Regions from separate parts of the Mus musculus genome. Here all the other regions are linked to region 1. The links are chromatin contacts, called in public promoter capture Hi-C maps. All regions are on one chromosome and are shown on one strand. Each heading gives the region's core, a stretch centred on a gene start, on an enhancer-like site or on the middle of the called end of the contact. The rest is flanking DNA. Distances are from core to core; before and after follow the strand shown. Region 1 holds the start of Mob1b (MOB kinase activator 1B). Region 2 holds the start of Stap1 (signal transducing adaptor family member 1). Region 3 overlaps Stap1 (signal transducing adaptor family member 1).

Region 1 (4,327 bases), core at 743-3,242:
CTCCAAGCCCTTTCTGTCTTACTTTTGTGCTCTGATCCCCACCCTCACCTCAAACTGGTCTGAAATACACGGGGAGTAAAATAACACCCAGCACTAAATGTAACACTGAAGTTGGTCTTAGCAGACGACTGGAGAACTACAGCCCAGTGGACCTAAATCAACCCTGAGAACAATACCCACATCCTATCTGGAAGGTGAATGAAAAAATACAACCTCTACAAATCAAGAAAGCACTGCAAGAAGCAGGGTGCTAGAGTCCCCAGACCCTCAAGCAACCCTGTTTTGAAATCCCCTCTATGGAACTTGGCTCTCTCCCTTTCTCAACCCTAAGACCTAACAAAGATGTAAAAGGGGTCTGAGTAGTCAGATAAGAACAATCCATCTTCCAGGCTTGGGACTCAGAAAACAGCAACGGGCAGCTGGCACTGAGCCGGGAGACCTGGCAAGTGTTGGATGACAGTCAGGAGAGTGGGGTGGGAGGTAAGCATGGAAGTACACACATGCACACACGAGTGGGAGGTGAGCTTGCAAACACACATATCTCTATCAAGAGAAAGAGACAAAAGGACAAGAGACAGAGGTGGAGACAAGCAGGCAGGCAAGCGAAGATGGAGCCAGGTAGAGAAATGCAGAAATAGACACTGGGGTCCATGACCCAGGTAGCACACTGGGACCTGAGAAGCAGCCAGCACCCCCAACCCCACCCCGACAGCACCAAGTGGACAGGGAGGCAGGGCACCCCAACAGAACATGAGGGTAGGGAGCAGTGTTCCCCCCACCCCCGCCCTCTGACAGCACCAGGAGGATGGAAAGGCAGGGTCCGACAGCACCAGGAGGACAAGGAGGCACGGCCCTGAGAGCAAGCACCAGGAGGAAGGGGAGACGGGGAAGGGCAGCTCCAAGACAGGGAAGCAGAGCCGGGCAGCACCGAGGACTAGAAGGCAGGGACGGGCAACACAAGGAGGACAGGGAGGCAGGGCTCCCAGACAGCACCCGGAGGACGGGGAGGAAGGACCGGGCAGCACCAGGAGGACCGGGAGGCAGAGCCGGGCAGCACACGGAGGACGGGGAAACAGGGCCGGGCAGCACCCGGAGGACGCAGAAGCAGGGCCCGGCAATAGCAGGAGGACGGGGAGGAAGGGCTGGGCAGCACCAAGAGGACCGGGAGGCAGGGCCGGGCAGCACACGGAGGACAGGGAAGCAGGGCCGGGCAGCACTCGGAGGACGGAGAGGCGGGGCTCGGCAATAGCAGGAGGACGGGGAAGCAGGGCCGGGCAGCACCAGGAGGACGGAGAGGCAGAGCCGGGCAGCACCAGGAGGACGGGGAGGCAGAGCCGGGCAGCACCAGGAGGACGGGGAGGCTGGGTCGGGCAGCACCAGGAGGACGGGGAGGCAGAGCCGGGCAGCACTAGGAGGACGGGGAGGCAGAGCCGGGCAGCACCAGGAGGACGGGGAGGCAGAGCCGGGCAGCACCAGGAGGACGGGGAGGCAGAGCCAGGCAGTACGGAAGACTAGAAGGCAGGGACCGGCAACACCAGGAGGATGGAGAGGCAAGGCTCCCCGACAGCACCAGGAAGATGGGGAGGCAAGGGCCGGGCAGCACCAGGAGGACGAGGAGGCAGGGCCCCGAGAGCACCCGGAGGACGAGGAGGCAGGGCCGGCCAGCACCCCGAGGTCGGGGCCTCTGGAGCCCGGGGCCCAGGGGGCGGCGGAACAAAGCCGGCGCTACTGGACTACTTACAACAAGAAGCTCATGTCGGCCGCGGCGTGGGCTGCGGGCTCGGCTGAGCGAAGCCTGGGGCGGCGGGCTTGAATCAGAGAAAAGGTGGCGGAGGGGGAAGGACGCGCGCCGGCGGCGGAGCGGCCGCGACTTCTCCGGCTTCGCTACTTGCCGCGGCCGGCTGAGGGGCGGAAGTGGAAGGCCAGGACTCGGCAGGCTCACCGGACTGGAAGCAGAGCGGCCGAGGAAGCACCGCCCGCCGCGTCCTCCTCGCAGCCCCGCGCTCCCGCGCCGAAGTCTCGCGAGAGCGAGCTCTGGCGCCCCGCCCACATTAGGATTACCTTCGGGTCACCTCTGCCTCCCGCACAGTCCAGCTGAGAGCTTGCCCGAGCACGTGACCTGGGGGGTTCGGAGCCCAGCGGGGAAGTGGACCTCCGTTCCAGGACGCCTGGGTCTCATGGATAGGGAGGGAGTCGCCATCAGAGAGGACAGCGGAAGGCCTTGGACTCGCTTTCTGTGCTCTGATTTAGGCAAGCACCCCACGAACTGAGAGCCACATCCCCAGTCCCTCTACGCCGCCCGCACTTAAAAAAAAAAAAAAAAAGTTTTTCTGCTTGTAACGACTTGGGGGGAGATGGAATTTTGGGAAAGGGAAATAAATGTTTTAGGAGGTAAGATCTTTATTTGAACAAGCTAGCTGTCTAGGGAAACGGAGGGAGCCCAGGAGAGCTGAGGACCAGATTCCCTGAGGCAGGGACGCTGGTTATCCATGGCCATACGGATTAACTAGTTGTGGAGTCCCTTCGAAGAACTGATGCCCAAAACGCTGGGAATTATTCAGCCAGGCGCTCGAAGGAACTTTAGTTCTCACCTGCTTAAGAGGCTGAGGGCAAAGCTTTATGTTTAAAGACTGTTTGATGGCTCCTGAGATGATTCAGCCAGTAAAGGAACTTGCCACCAAGCCTGATCGCCTGGAACCCACGCGGTAAAGAGAACCAGTTCCCACAAGTTGTCCTCTCATTTCCACACAAATTAAATAAATAGATAGTGCGTGGTGGTGCTTGCCTGAATCGCTATACCTCAGAGATGGAGGCAAAAGGATCACAAGTTTGGAGTAAGCCAAGACAGCACAGGAAGTTGTTTGTTTGTGTGTTTGTTTGTTTGTTTGTTTGTTTTTACCATAGGAGACAGTGGTATTCTTTACTCGCACCTGATGCTGAATCGAGGAATTTAAGTGGAACAGTGTGCAGATAGTAGCCCAACTTGAGCTTAGCGTTCCAAAAGACAGAGGATTCCTGAAAGTGATGCAAATATTCAATTTATCCGATTTCATTTCTACACCAGTAGTCAGCCGCGTTGGCTAAATGGTTTTAAAAACCTAAATGCAAGAAACCCGAACCTTCTATTATCTCAGGAACAGCAAATAATAACGTGAAAAGACAGCTTCAAAAGCCTTTAAGCCCAGAACTGGGAAGGCAGAGGTAGGCAGATCTGTGTGAGTCTAAGGCCAGCCTGATTTACATATGGAATTCCAAGCCAACCAGAAATAACATAGTGAGCTGCTGTCTAAAAAAATCAAAAATAAAAAAAATAAAACAGACAGCAAAAGGATTTACTATGATAAAAAAACAGTAAGTTGGTGATGTAAAAGCCTTATATTCAAATCTTGATATAATACTACTTACTATACCATATATAATTCCATAAAGGTCTTCCAAAGGCGAGATTTACCTCACCAGGTTAGAAACTATTTGAGGAAGAGTAGTTGAAGGAGCAAGTCAGAGCCCCAGTCTCACCCACTCTTAACTGTAGTTCTGGCAGCCAGACATGGCTGTGTGCTTAGAAAAGAAGGCTACCGAGACAGGAGAATTAGTTTAAGACCGGCCTGAGACTGTATTTCCAGACACTGGCTCAGAGAAACAGTATAGTAAAGCTTTTGATATTTTAAAATCTTTTGATTGGTTTGTGGTTTGTTTGGTTTTTTGGGGTTTTTGTTTGGTTGGGTTTTTTGTTTTGTTTTGTTTTGTTTTGTTTTTGTTTTTTGAGACAAGGTTTCTCTATTTAGCCTTGGCTGTCCTAGACCTTGTTCTATAGACCAGGCCAGGCTTGTACTCAGAGATCTGCCTGCCTCTGCCTCTGCCCCACTGTCCCTCTGCCCCTCTGCCTCTGCATGCTGGGATTGAAGGCATGTACCACCGCCACCTGACTATTACATAATCTTTAAGAAACTTGTTGGTTCTAAAGTTCTGTCCTGACAGAGTCTTCCTTCTAAAGCCCGGCACACGTTTTTACCTGCTTCCTGATTTGCTTAGGCGGCCCTGCCTTTGGTTTGATATAAAGTCTAAGCTTCTTATACTGAATCAGAAAAAAAGACTGGCAGGGGAAGGACGCCTCTGCAAGTCTTACTGCTGAGTACTGATCTATCTATCACATTGCTGGAAATGCCTCTTTGACTTGGCATCCTAAAACTGAGAGAAATGTCATGTTAATAATACAGAATATAATTCTGCAAGGTTAGACTTTAAATCAACCAATGACTGTCTTCAGTATACTAGAAGGAATTTTAGAATCAGAAAATTGCATTCAAGTAGATGTTTTTAATAATGA
Region 2 (4,327 bases), core at 647-3,146, 2.6 Mb after region 1:
AGAATGTGTTACCTTTAGCTATATATCCCTAATCCTCATAATTCATCCTATTTTAAAACATGCTTTCTAAGCAAAACCAGAAGAGGAGTTAGATAAAAAGAGCAAAGTCATAACTCCCACCGAGCTAAGCCTCTTTTAACGTTTGTTGAGTGCAACGTGTAAGATCAATGTTGCTTGAAACACAACTTGATTCAGCACTGCATTTGCTTATCCCAGACATAATGAAGAGTACAACATAAATAATAATATATTACATCACAGCAAGTAGTATCCTTTGGCTACTTTTTTTTTTTAACAGTTGAATAAACTGAGTTCAGGGGGTGGAAGAATTTTCCTAAGGTCATGAGTTGTATGTAGAAGAACTATCAAGTGAAGACATGGTTTACTGGTATTCTAAAATTGTGGATTTTTTTTTTTTCCTGCTAAGCGTGCCACCACATGGGATTTTTTTTTCTCCTGCTAAGCGTGCCACCACATGGCTTCTTTAAACAGCTGAAGGATCTTGGTAATAGACCCAGTTACTATAAACACTTTGGGAAGAGAATCAGAGAAAGACCAAATCTAAATTACCACCTAGAAATTTACTTCTAGGTGTTGCACACTTCTGGTGAAGTAAAAACCTTGTAGACCTGTGAAGACTCAATAACAGCAGCAGCAACAACAACAACATTTGAATATAGTTTGCCAATTTACTATTTTAAATTTGCAAATTTAACAGCCACGGCAAGAGTCACAATCTGACTTTCAAATGGCAAATGAGCTTACAAGTAGAGTATTTTCACATTTAGAACTTTTCCATGACTGTTATCGACTCCTCTGAACCTTGCCTTATCATTTTCATTGAACACCCACTGCTACTTCTGAAAACATTTAAAACCTTGCTAACTTCAGTCAATATGAAAATGCCATACCTACACTAGTGGCTTCTTTACTTCTTTAGTAACATAATTTCATAATTTCGTACTTCCTTAATCAATTTTATGTTGTCCACAATTACAACTTTAAAGGCAAATACACTTTTATAACTGTAGTTTAAGATTTTACATAAAAAGTATGTGAAATACTTCATGAGTTTTCTTAGAGCAAATGTACTTTTGAAAAAAAAAAACCCTAATGTGTTCACTAGTTACAATAACACCTTAAATATTCTTTTAAAATAAGCATTGTGAACAGTATTTTCAGATTGTGTAATGAAACAATATTAAGTCAATATCAAATTTTCACAATCTTATGGAAGTTTATCATTTCTTACAACGTGGTCATTATAAGGCTCATTGTAACCAGAGTAGAAGTAGGTTGTTATCTCTCATTAAATCCCCTCAACATCATGCGGTTCCTCACCACCGAAGCATAGCAGTCAGCTATGCTTATAAAACATATAAAACTCTCATCTTTAAAGCCAAAATCTTCTGGGATGCTTAAAAGACTCTTTTGGAAATTTCACTGCATTTTTAGATTATGGCTAAATATTAGAAACCTTACAATACATATGTGTGTGTGTGTGTGTGTGTGTGTGTGTGTGTAAAGCTGTGCATTAATTCAAAGTGAGAATCATTCTTCTAACTCAAGGAAGACAGTATAACCCAAACAGAAACGAGGAGGCTTCATCGCATCGTGTTGCCATGACATAAGTTTTATGATAAGTGCCAATGTTCAGGGTTACAATTATTGTCTACACACTTACCTGGTGATCAGACCGTTTGACCAGTAAAAATCCTTCAAAGTACAGGGGCAGAGCAGTGATCTTCAGTCTTTCCTGGAAGATCCTGCGAGGGGCAGGTTTCGGGGGCTTTTTCGCCATCATAGCCTTTGCTTTGGAGTTTGGCTTGCTTTCAGTTCTATCCAGCCTCAAAAAAACCGAAATCTCCGTAGTGTTGAGAGGAGAGGCAACTGTTCAAAGAGGAAGTCTCAACTCGCTTTTTAACCACCAACCCTTCCACCAACAGCACACACACACACACACACACACACACACACACACACACACACACACTTTCCCTCCTTCAGTTATTGTGAAGTAAAAAAGATCAGGCACAGACCAACTTTTAAAAGGCGTCTGCTGTGTAAACTTCATGTGCTTAGGTTGATGGTAACAAAATAAACAGCAGATTACCATCTCCTAATGATGAAAGGAGCAGGTGCGAGACTTTTGGAGCAACACCAACGACACACTTAGCTTTTCCAGCTTTCATTTTTGTTGATTGTTCTCTGCCTTTATTTCGAAGATATGTGACTTAAATAAACTGTATCCATTAAAAAAATTCTTCATTGAATATTTTTGTATTGATCCTATTGGCTATATATCCAATAGTGTTTTTTTTTTTTTTTTATTGAAAATATGGTCTCATTTTTGTAGCCGTGGATAGCCTGAAATTCTACTGTGTAGACCAGGCTGGTCTCAGACTCACAGAGGTCTACTTGCTTCTGCCTCCAAAGTGTTGGGCTTAAAGATTTATGTCATCATACCTAGCTGTTGCCAGAGAGCTTTAGAAGAGAAAGATGACTTACAGAAAAATACAGAAAAGAATATTTTTGATGTTTTGACATTTACTTTGTGTGTGTGTGTGTGTAGGGCTGTGCATGTGTGTGTGTGTGTTTGTGTGTGCTAATATTCAGGTAGGTTCAAGTGTGCACATGTTACAGTGCACATGTGGAACTTAGAGGACAATTTGTAGCAATCGGTTCTCTTCTAATATGTGGGGGCTCAAGCAACGAATTTGGTAGTATGTCCCTTAGTGTCCTGAGCCCAGAGAGAAATATTTATGTTAATTAAACATCTGCTTAATTTTGTCTTTTTACCATTTTAAAAAGTAAGCAATAAATAAATAAGTAAATGCACAAATAAATAAATTAATTAAATTAAATCTAGTTCATCAAACCAGGTAGACTCTTTTGGACTGTTGATTTGTAAATAACATTAATCCTCAATGTACCAAGAATCAAATATTTCTTCTTCAGTCATCTCCCCCAAACCTTATAGATTTCAAAATTTCATTCTTGGTCAGTCTGATCGATCCTCACAGATTCTGCGGTTCTTCCTTTCATTTTTTATTGAACACTATTTATTGCACTGGCAAGAAACCAAGCCCCTTCCCCAGCAAGTACCTTCTGCTCTAGGCCTTACACTTGCTCCTCGACGTCTCAAAGCCCTTGGCCCTCCTTCTGACAGCTCCTCCTGTGTGCTCCCACACCCTTCTTTTTGTTATCTACTTGGTGAATTCTTACTTCTCCTTCAAGAGCCTGGTGAAATCTGTTATTGGGAAGAATTACTTTATTGACTTATTATACTGATTAAGCCAGAAAGTAGGAATAGAAATGTCCTCATCCGGTACTTCCAAATTTCTGGCCCTTACTATTTACTGATTTATCTTCACATGCATCACAATATGTTTCAATAGATTTAAAAGAAATTTGAGTTGAATATAATCGTGTTGCCAGGCATGGTGATACTTGCCTTTACTCTCAGCACTTGGGATGCAGTGGCAGGTAAATTTCTCAGTTCAGACCAGTCTGGCCTATAAATGTATTCCTGGACAGCCAGAGATTTTGTCTTGAAAAGCATATAAATAAATAAATAAATAACATGTATAAATATATAAAACAATATATAATATATAAATGTTTCACTGATATAAAATATGTTAATATATTGCATATAAATATGAAACATAAAAATAAATATATATGTGCATGTGTGTGTGGTGTGTATGCATGCATATGTGTTTACAACACATAACTGGGGGGAAAAACAGCTTTAATTTTATCCATAAGTTGGAATATTTGAATGAATTACAAGTCACACAGTCTCAGTTCCAGTCAGTTTTTATTGACTCTGGTAGGATGAAAGTATTTTCAGTAGAGAAAATGGAAATGGTTGTAATAGGATCCCAGGGATTCCTAGGTACTCATTGTAGGGTTTCTTCCCTTGCCCTTTACCCTGTAATTATTGACACAGTGAGCCTTTTTAAAAAAATCAAAACATGCTTTCCTGAAGTATTTGGGTCAGGAAAAAAAAAGAGGAAGAATCACTGTTTAAGAATTTAATTTGCTAGCCTTAGCATTTTAAGTATTGAATGAAGAATTACTCTTAGCTGCTAAGAGCTCCTCTTAGCTATACGTTCCTACTATTTTAGAATGTATCTTGTTATATATGTAGAATAATATGGGAGGTTATGGATCTCCCTTTCCCCCTTTTGAAGACAGGGTCTCATTATGCAACTTGATTGACTTGGAACGTACTTTGTAAGCCAGGGTGGTGGCCTTGCACTCCAGAAGATCTATCTGCCTGCCTGTGCTGAGATCAAAGATGTACACCGCCACACCCAGC
Region 3 (4,327 bases), core at 1,243-3,742, 2.6 Mb after region 1:
CATAACACTCCAAAGAAACCCTTTCTGGTTGTAGAAATCAAGACAATGAGCTTAGAGAACTAAGAAAACAGTTGGAATTTCTTTTGCATATTTTTTCTTTGCTTGAAGAGACATGGTGTCTAGGTCACCAGACTGCATGACAACACAAGCCCCTTGTTTTATGTAGATGACCAGGAACAGTGGTCCTCAGGACAAAGAAGTCCTAAAGAACTGGGAAAGAGAGCCAACTAATGTTGAACCAATTGTGACACAGATGATATCTATCACCCTGAACAAAAATCTACTCATATAGGCCAAAGATTTCTATGTAAAACCCCCACATACTGAGACTGCTAGAAGGAAATATATACAGAGCCCTACAAGTTACAGGTGTAAGAAAGAACTTTCTGAATAGTAATTCCATTCACTGAAGAAATAATGCCAACAAATGACAAATGGAACTTCATAAAACTAAAAAGTTTCTATGGCAAAAGAAGCAGTCGTAAAGAAGAAGCCCAGAGTAGGAGAGATTCTTTATCAGCTAGATACTATCAGTAGAGATTACTCAAAAAGCTAAAAATAAGTCTACCATATGACTGACTCAGCTATCCTTTCCAGAGATACTTGCTCAGCCATGTCATTGCTGCCCTGGTCACAATGGCTAGGAAATAAAAGCAGACTAAATGTCCTCTAGCTGATGAGTGACTTCTGACAATGAGTTGCATCGAAGGCTCTGAGAACTAAGCTGTGGTGTGGACCATTGCCCAACAGGTAGGACAACATCTTGAGGTGTACAAACCCAAAGCAGTAAGACAAAGGAAACTGGCTCGGAGCTTCTTCCCACAGCAGTTGAAACAACTGCTTCACCCTAGCAGCAATCATGTCTGCTTAAAACAAGGAAGTGCTACAGAGGCTTTAGACGGATGTAAAGACTCAGTGCAGTAATACTCAAAAGGCCCAAACTGAAACCCAGAATTATTTGGGAAAAAAAAAAGGTAATATTTTGTTTCACAAAAAAACTAGAGAAATATGACCAGTCCTCTGATTCTCCTGAGAAAACCACAGAGGTCAATAGGAAAGCAACAAAATGTTGGAATTATCATATGGACTTTAGAACAGCTACAGCTACGTTTGTTTTTAACTTGAGGGGAGAGTGTTTGGGGAATACATGCAGGATCTTTGTCTGACCTATGCTCCCTAGCCCAAGGATAAAGCTCTGCAGTCTAAGACGGAATCAAAACCATACTGAAACCTAGAAGGTAAACTGTGAGAAGTGAATTCACTTAGTAAAAACACAATATTTCTCATAAGCAAGCACATTTTTGCATATTAGGCAAATCCAACACCTGATACACTATAAGTGGGTTCACTGAATGATCTGATCAACAGTAGAAACTATGTATGTATGTGTGTATGTATAAACAGTAAAAACACCATATTAACCAACTAAGGAAAAACTATGATCATATACAAAATATGCAAAAAAAGTTCACAAAACTCGGCATCTATCCATGATATCTGAGTAAAATGCCATTCCAAAAAAAAAAAAAAAGTAGTAATTGTAAAGGGAACTTCTTTCATTCTGAATTAAGACAAAACAAAACAAAACAAAAACAACACAATATTATACATAGTAATGAAAGATGGAAGTTTTTTCCCCTAAAGCTGAGAGCAAGGACGGGAGGGAGGTTTTGGCCACTCCACTCAGTGAGAGTACATGCACACTAGGGAAGCTAAAGCTTTCTAGAGCTAAAGATGTCTACCACACCATGAATCCTACAGAAAAATCTCTCAAGCCAGGTGTGGTGGTATGTGTCTGTAGTGCAAGCACTAGGGTGGTGGAAGGTCTCAGCCTAAACCTCCTATCAAGCTGGAGCACATGCGAGTGACAAAGTGAGACTAGAAAAATTGTCCAACTGAATCCAATCCAATTTTCTGACCCGCAGAACAATACATAATAGTTGATTTAACCACCATGGAGGCAGTTTATTTTACAGGGCTGGATAGCTAACAAATAAACTTGTGTTCAGAGGGGAAGAAAGTTACATTGGATTTTCTACCCACCCCAACTTTTATTTTAAGAAATCCTAAGGGACTGGGGAAATGTTATTCTAAGAACTCATTCTCTCATAGAGCTCGTAGGTGTGTTTTCCTGCATACATATCAAACAGCCCATTATGTTGACTTTATGTGTAGTTATGTGTTGTGCTTGGGATCATAGGCTATGAGAGGTTTTCAGAGGCTAGAAAACCTGCAGAGAAGGTCAGATGAGAGGAAAGTGGGCTCTGGGAACCAGCAACTCAAAGAGCAGATAAAAACACTACGAGGAAGTGCTGTGGTTATTTTAATGGTATAAAACTCCAAGCCTAAAACTAGATTCATATGGCCGAAGATGAAGGAATGTTTTAGACTGGAGGAAGAATTCTTTTTTTAGAACAAAACCCCAGTAAACTGCTGCACATAATAGAGGTTGCCAAGCACACTGTGTGACCACAACTTAGAGACACTTCCTCTGCTGAATGTACAGAGGAGGACCCTACACAGACTAAGATCACACTTGATCCCTTTCCTAATCTCCTTCGGACTGAGCTCTTATATGGTTTTTGTATTTTTTATTAGATATTTTCTTTATTAACATTTCAAATTTTATCCTCTTTCCTCACTTCTCCTCTGAAAACTCCCTATCTTATCCCCCATCCCCTGCTTACTAACCCACCCACTCCTGCTTCCCTGTCCTGGCACTCCCCTACACTGGAGCACTGAGCCTTCACAAGGCCAAAGACCTCTCCTCTCATTGGTGTCCCACAAGGCCATCCTCTGCTACATATGCAGCTGGAGCCATGGGTCCCTCCATGTGTACCCTTTGGTTGGTGGTTTAGTCCCTGGGGTCTGGGGAGGTATTGGTTGGTTCATATTGTTGTTCCTTCTATGGGGCTGCAAACCCCTTCAGCTTCTTGGGTCCTTTCTCTTAACTCCTTCATTGGGGACCCTGTGGCTCTGAGCCTCTGCTTCTATATTTGTCAGGCTCTGACAGAGCCTCTCAGGAGACAGCTACATCAGGCTCCTGTCAGCAAACACTTGTTGGCATCCACAATAGTGTCTGGGTTTGGTAACTGTATATGGGATGGATCCCCAGGTGGAGCAGTCACTGGATGGCCTTTCCTTCAGTTTCTGCCCCAAACTTTGTCTCTATATCTCCTCCCAAGAGTATTTTGTTCCCCCTTCCAAGAAGGACCAAAGTATCCACACTTTGGTCTTCCTTCTTCTTGAGTTTCATGTGTTTTACAAATTGTATCTTGGATATTCTGAGCTTTTGGGCTAATATCCACTTATCAGTGAGTGCATACCATGTGTGTTCTTTTGGATTTGGGTTACCTCACTCAGGATATTTTCTAGTTCCATCCATTTGTCTAAGAACTCATCATTTTTAATAGTTGAGTAGTACTTACTCCATTGTATAAATGTACCACATTTTCTGTATCCTTTCCTCTGTTGAAGGACATTTGGGTGTTTTCCAGATTCTGGCTGTTATAAATAAAGGTGATATGAACATGGTGGAGCATGTGTCCTTATTACATGTTGGAGCATCTTCTAGGTATATGCCCAGGAATGGTATAGCTGGGTCCTCAGGTAGTACTATGTTCAATTTTCTGAGGAACTGCCAAACTGATTTCCAGAGTGGTTGTACCAGCTTGCAATCCCACCAGCAATGGAGGAGTGTTCCTCTTCCTCCACATCCTCACCAGCATCTGCTGTCACCTGAGGTGGTTTGTTTGTTTGTTTGTTTGTTTGTTTGTTTGTTTGTTTGTTTTTCAAGACAGGGTTTCTCTGTGTAGCCCTGGCTGTCCTGGAACTCACTCTGTAGACCAGGCTGGCCTCTGGAGCTCAGAAATCCGCCTGCCTCTGCCTCTGCCTCTGCCTCCCAAGTGCTGGGATTAAAGGCGTGCACCACCACTGCCCAGCTCTTTTTTTTTTTTCCCTCAGTTTTTGATCTTAGCCATTCTGACTGGGGTCGGGTGGAATCTCAGGGTTATTTTGATTTACGTTTCCCTGATGACTAAGGATGTTGAACATTTACTTAGGTGCTTCTCAGCTGTTCGGTATTCCTCAGTTGAGAATTCTTTGTAAGCTCTGTACCCCATCTTTAATAGGGTTATTTGGTTCTCTGGGATTTTTGTATTGTTATGTAACATCCAGAGATTAACAGTGATATTTTAAGAACTTTTTAAACCTGCTGCTCCTTTAATTAGTCATTCCAGAGATGCCTCTAGTGCTGGTAGACAAAGCTGTTTTCCTTTGTGATGTGTAGGAAAAGAAACTCTATTGAGGAATGAAACCCAAACTAGCT

Evidence for each region. Promoter capture Hi-C pulls out the DNA fragments that hold promoters and counts their contacts.
Region 2: a promoter capture Hi-C map of pre-B cells shows a contact between it and region 1, with 10 times the contacts expected there. The contact joins the promoter of Stap1 here to the promoter of Mob1b in region 1. A contact is called at or near these places in 11 of 39 promoter capture datasets (the 3T3-L1 cell line, the HPC-7 cell line, hematopoietic stem and progenitor cells and 6 more), 3 of 484 Hi-C or Micro-C datasets (B cells, pre-B cells and uterus), 3 of 115 datasets of contacts at active chromatin or transcription factors (acute myeloid leukemia, astrocytes and large pre-B cells) and 1 of 9 other capture datasets (adipose tissue).
Region 3: a contact with region 1 is called in a promoter capture Hi-C map of pre-B cells. The contact joins the enhancer-like site here to the promoter of Mob1b in region 1. A contact is called at or near these places in 5 of 39 promoter capture datasets (the C10 cell line, cranial neural crest, embryonic stem cells and 2 more) and 1 of 9 other capture datasets (liver).

The regions. Positions count from the first base shown.
Region 1 is chr5:88,718,536-88,722,862 of GRCm38.p6, reverse strand. Mob1b (MOB kinase activator 1B) reads right to left here and starts at 1,992. Exons shown (of 6, transcript NM_026735.2): 1 at 1,742-1,992. The coding sequence starts at 1,755.
Region 2 is chr5:86,069,315-86,073,641 of GRCm38.p6, reverse strand. It overlaps Stap1 (signal transducing adaptor family member 1), which reads right to left and starts at 1,896. Exons shown (of 9, transcript NM_019992.4): 1 at 1,685-1,896. The coding sequence starts at 1,804.
Region 3 is chr5:86,097,341-86,101,667 of GRCm38.p6, reverse strand. All of the region lies in intron 8 of Stap1 (signal transducing adaptor family member 1), which reads right to left. Among named protein-coding and RNA genes, the nearest start is that of Gm24524, 20 kb to the right of the region's middle. Within about 2 kb of position 2,492, at least 40 of the 459 cell types and tissues checked have an H3K27ac peak or open chromatin away from gene starts, as enhancers often do. A contact at or near this core is called in pre-B cells, where this site is marked.